Regions from separate parts of the Gossypium hirsutum genome. Here region 2 is linked to region 1. A link is a contact called in public Hi-C data. All regions are on one chromosome and are shown on one strand. The core of a region is the stretch at or near the end of the contact, and the rest is flanking DNA. Distances in the headings are between cores, read along the strand shown. Region 1 holds the start of LOC107916628. Region 2 has its middle 6.1 kb from the start of LOC107917069.

Region 1 (2,982 bases), core at 285-2,784:
TTAATTTCCCAAATTCATTATTAGCACAGGTCTTAAAAGCTAAATATTATCCACAGTCAGATTTCATCTATGCACAGCTAGGGAATTTACCTTTTCTGACCTGGAAAAGTATTTGGGCAGCAAAAGGGCTAGTGCAAGATGGTTTATGTTGACGAGTTAGGAAAGGAGACCAAATTTCTGTTTGGAATGATCATTGGATTCCAGGTGTAGATATTGATAGAAGTAATGACAACATCAACAATATAGGAATTGAGTTAGTTTTGGACTTAATTGAAGCAACAAGAAGAAAGTGGAAAGCTGATCTAATTGAAAATACCTTTCGAGAAAATACTGTATAGAAGATTTTGCAAATTCCCCTGGCGGAAGAAGAACATAACAACTTCCATGTCTGGCGAGGAGAACATTTTGGCAAATTTACAGTCAGAAGTGCCTATAAACTATTACAAGAGGCAACTACGGATCCTAGGTCTTATTTAATACAGACCGAAACAAAAAATTTCTATAGGAAATTATGGAATTTACACCTCCTATCAAAAGTTGCCATCACTATATAGCGTCTTTTATGGAATTTTATCCCTACCCTAAAGAATTTAAGACTAAGAAAAGTGGCTTCAGATAGCTTATGCCCCCGGTGTCGAAATGGAGAAGAAGATAGCAACCATGTGTTTAGACAGCGCCCTATAACAATAGAAACATGGCAAAATCTTAATCTCTCATGGGTCACAAATAATGCAATTCCAAATCAGTGGTATTGGCTTACCTGGGTTTTTACCATAGGTAACAGTCAATAGTGTCGCCTTTTTTGCTGTGCTGCATGGGTGATATGAATTGCCAAAAACCAACTTGTTCATGAGGGGAAAATAACAACATGACAAGAATTATCAAAAAAAGTTTACAGTTACATAGCAGAAATAGATGGATCGGAAGAAAAACCATCTACTTTAGGTGATAACAGAAGTCAAAGACGGATCACAAGAAATACGACAGTAACTATCTATTTTGACGCAACATTTGATAGCAAATATTCAAGATCAACTTCGGGTCTGGTGGTGTGGGGGGGGGGAGATGGACGAGTTTCTTGCCTTAAAATCAGTACTCCACTCCGCAATATCGTCCCCGTTCATGGCGGAGGCATATGCAGGATTACAAGCAGTAAAGTTAGGGATCTCACTGGGTTTTCAGTCAGTTATTATAATGGGAGACTCAAAAACAGTTATAAAAAAATGCAACTTAACAACGACAGATAAGTCAGTGCTAGGGGTGGACATCCGAGATATTCAAAGAAAGAAACAATTTTTCCAAGAAAGCAATTTCAGTTTATTCACAGATCAGAGAATAGTCAAGCTCATGAACTTGCAACAGAAGCTTTAAGAAAGGGAGAGGAAACATACCTGGAGGATGCAGCCTTCACTTGCCTTCAGCGTGGAAATGAAATCTCCTAGGAAATTGCTATCGTTTTGAACGGCTGGCATGGGAACTTGAAACATCAGATATTAGTGGACACCAACTGTTTTGATACCGACTGAATTGGACGTTTGGATTAGATGGTTTTTGTTTCTTTCATTTTTCTGATTTTTTTGTTTAGTGTGGGCATCTTATCTTTTGGGCCAATTTTTCTTTTATTTTTAGGGTCCACTTTCATTGATCCAAAAGCCTCTATTATATTGCTCATTTTAAGATAAATAAAGTTTAGTCGGATTTTTCAAAAAAAAATTTGTCAAACAATAATATATGACAAGTGTGGTGACATATAGAGTGATTATATATGTAATTTAGAACGCATAATAATTGTATTTTTTTAAAATTTTCATTGCATAAGTCAAAATGAAGTCCCTCATAAATGTTAATAAATATTATATTAAAAAAGGAAACAATAATAAAAAGTTTAGTTCCCAAAAATAATGTAAAAATAATGAAAGAGTAGTAAATAAAACTACAATAAAACTACACCCATCAACTTTCATTTCCTATTTATATCCCCAAAATAAAGCATTTGTATTTCACACATTATTAAAGCTTAAGTTCATACGTCAAATTAAACAATACAAAATTTGGTCCTTGCCCATCAGTAAATGGGATGAAAACAAAGAAAGTTTCAATTATGGAAGAATAACAGAATGCAACGTAAGGACAGAAGATATTAGGTGCCACCAAAATTTGGATCTTTGCCCATCTGTAAATGGCTCCCTACTGCCCATGTAAATCTCAGTGCCTAATATATAATTATCTCTTTAATCTAGATGGAAATTCTTATTTTCTTTCATTGGCTTCTATTTATACTTGTTGTATGTTTTTTATTCTTCTTTATAGTAACATTTGAATACTGCAAAATATTTTAGATGAATGATTATTAACACCAACGAAAACATAAGAAAGTAGTGTCATTTTTTCGGATATGATTCTATAATATGTTATAGGATTATTTTATGTACTGGAATGTTAAAGTTGGGATTTTTTTAGACCATACCGGATATAAATTTTGAGGTGGAGGGGTGGCTGGAGTGCAAAGCTTCTTGTTGGCATGTAATTGGGGGGGGGGGCTTACAGGGTAGAAGCCAGGGGGGCTGGCATGGGCCCTGCCCCCCTAAAATGTAAAGTTACTCTTTTGACCCTTAATTTTTTTAAAAATTTTAAATTAGTAAAGGTAAAATTACACTTTAGCCCCCTTAAAATTATAAAAATTTGATTTAATCCATTACAAATTATAAAGATATAAACTATAAAAAATCAAAATTTTATTCGGCCCCCCTAACAATTTGTTCTGGCTTCGCCGCTAGGGGCTTACCTATGATATGCATAATTGCATAATGCAATGCAACAAATTGTATGATAATTCATTCATAATGGAGTAATGGATTACAGCATTATGTGACTTTCTAAAAAAAATGGAAGTTTAAAGAATTGGCTACCTATTATGGTTGCTTTTAGGGTCCGCATGTTATTTTAAATGGTCTAATTTTAGATTTGCTGCATCATGATTTG
Region 2 (2,891 bases), core at 94-2,593, 150 kb after region 1:
CACCTTTTTAATAAACTCAAATGTTTTATTAAAACAAAGGTGATCCGATCATCCCTAATAAAGATCGGTGGCGACTCCCGTTTTAATTTTCGCTTTTAAACAAAGTCGATTCCCATTTTCAAAAAATAGTTTCGATATGATATATCTAAATATGGAAATAAATAATAACCGGATAATTGTCTTGGCACTAGCAGTGTTACCCAAACTATTATAATACTCCGTACAGCACTTAATGTAACACCTTGTTTGTTGGAATAATCTCCCCCTTGAGAGTCGAATCAAGCCATTCATTGCTATGTAACGAGGAGATTGAAGGTGTGAATGTGGTTGGGTAAGGAGCATTAAGCACTGTGCAGAGAGAGCAATGGCTAAGGTGGGACTGGGACTGCACTATACTCATATTGCTCCCGGACGGATTGTCGGCTTTTGAGGCCTAGATATGTCGGATGTCTCTTCTAATAAAAATTGCACTTTATAATGCTGATTTTGCTAAGTTGTTAATTCCAAATATTACCCCCCAAAAACCAAGATTTTAAATCTTGCAAGTGTTTTGTTATCATTATTCTGAATTTTCCTAAATATTTTTCAACTTGCACTGCGCCTTCATCAATGTTATTTTCCATCTGAGATCGTCTAAACTCTAAACTACTCTCTTAATAATTTTTATTTTAGTTATATTACAAATATATATTTTTATTATTTTATTATTTTTAAAATAATAAAAATAGAGTTGTTCTTCTACTGAATTGAGCAGGATTAGTACCAAGACCATGTATGACATTAACAGCATACACATTTATCTAAGCTCAATTTTATCTAACATATCAGCATCACTTTTTGGTCATATTTATTTATATTTGTAAATAGTTGACCCGAATTTATTTAAATTTTTATTTTTATTTAATATTAAGTAATTTTATATAGATATTTTTTACAATTATTTTATTAAAATTCTAAATATAAGTAGCTTAACATATTTTTTAATACTTAAATTATAGTATAATATATTGAGCTTTTATGTGATATAAATTACATAATGAAGAAAAAACAGGAAAAGATGTTATAAACTTAAAAAATGAATTGAAGTCGGGTTTTGATTATTAGAGCTTGAGCTTAATTTATATGTTAAACAAGTTTTTATTTTTTGTTTAAATTCATTTTTTGAATTTAACAATTTCATTCAAACTTTTCAACTATCAAATAAACCTTTAAATTTAAATAAATAATTCGATCCTTGAATAAATACAAGTGAAAATAGGATTTCAGCCCACCCGAATAAGCCTGGGCAAAAGACATGTAAAAATTTGTCGGTACAGCCAGGCTAGGTGTGGGCAGAACAACCTACGTCATTAAACTAAAAATCCAGCCGAACATGTTCCTCTTGTCCCCATGAGATAAACACCCCATACTCATGAAACCCAAATCCTCATCTCAACCAAAGGCCCAAACCTCCGACCCTCATCTCTCGCCTTTGTTTTCTTATAAAATAAGCGATGTTAAATTTTAATATTAATCCCTATATTTTATAAAAGTAGTGGATTTAATCTTTGTACTTTTTAAAATTTAAAATTCTAATTCTTACCAAAACGATAACTGTTAAATTTATTAAGTTAAATTATGTTATTTTTAGAATTAGATACGGCAAACATATTATCATGTGTGTAATGCTATGTCAATTTCTTATTTCCACATATTACCTACAAAAAATTCAGTTAATGGATTAATGATTGTTATTTGCTTCAATATTGAAGTTTCAAAATTTGAAAAGTATAGGGACTTATGATGGTGCAATTTGAGAATATAGACTAAATCTATAAGTATACGCACAATACGGGGGCCAATAATTGAATTTAACCAAACAGATTTAACTGCTATTGTTTGGATCAGAACTACAATTTTAATATTCAGAAAGTATAAGGACTCAAATTTCTCAAATTAAAGTGTAGGTGTAATGATCTAATTTTCAATGGTGTCGTAAAATTCGGTTTTGGACTGGATTAATTTGAGTTGAGTTAGTAATTAATTAAAATAGAATAATTACGTGTTAAGTACAGATCGAGAAAGTCAACTTATTAAATGTTATAGAATTAAATCGATTAATAAAAATAGCATAGGGACTAAATCGCTTAGTGAACAAAGTATGAGGAAAATTGATTTTAAATTTAGCAAGTGCCTTAAATGGCAATTAAACTAAGGTCATATTAGTAATTAAACCATTTATAATTTATGACACATGATTAATTACTAATGTTTCATCTTTTTCTTCTCCGAAAAGAGAAGAATAAGCAAAGCTCAGTTTCTTCATTCGTCATTAAAATAACAAGGTAACTGATCAGGTTTCCCCTTAAATTTTATAGATTTGTTTAATATGAAAAATAATACACTATACCAAATATTAACCCTAATATATAGGGTTTCTTCGACGTGGGTTGCATGAGACTTATTTGCATTGTTATAATCGTCGTTTTATGATTAATTCCACATTCAGTTGCAGAAAAATCAAGAAATTAAGTAATTTTAATGAGATAGAGAGCGCACTTGTTTAATAACTTAATCCTTCAAAGTTCACACAAAGTGGAGCGAGGTTTTCAATTACCATATAGTTTCCATTATTTATTTTGTTTTGTTTCTATTGTTAGTACAAATTAGTACTTTCCGTCCTATGAAACCATTAAAACAAACAACAAACGATAAAGTAGATAAAAATATCATGGAGGTTCCTGTATTAAAAGTTAAATTGTATTTTGCCTCCTTTATTTAAAAAATGGATAAAATAGTCTCTATACATTAGATTAAAGACTAAATTGATCATTTTTATTAAAATTTTCATTCATTTATACTATTAAAAACTGATGTGGTTGTTGGAATAATCAGACGATGACATGTGACGT

The links. Hi-C and Micro-C count contacts between places; a contact is called where the count stands out from the background.
Region 2: a contact with region 1 is called in a Hi-C map of leaf, with 2.0 times the contacts expected there. The contact joins the enhancer-like site here to the promoter of LOC107916628 in region 1. A contact is called at or near these places in 9 of 34 Hi-C or Micro-C datasets (anther, callus, leaf and 1 more).

The regions. Positions count from the first base shown.
Region 1 is chrA01:15,995,472-15,998,453 of Gossypium_hirsutum_v2.1, forward strand. It overlaps LOC107916628, which reads right to left and starts at 1,535. Exons shown (of 4, transcript XR_005926399.1): 1 at 1,392-1,535; 2 at 761-810; 3 at 317-678; 4 at 1-177.
Region 2 is chrA01:16,144,023-16,146,913 of Gossypium_hirsutum_v2.1, forward strand. No RefSeq gene overlaps it. Among protein-coding and RNA genes, the nearest start is that of LOC107917069, 6.1 kb to the right of the region's middle. Within about 2 kb of position 1,344, at least 2 of the 9 cell types and tissues checked have an H3K27ac peak or open chromatin away from gene starts, as enhancers often do. A contact at or near this core is called in leaf, where this site is marked.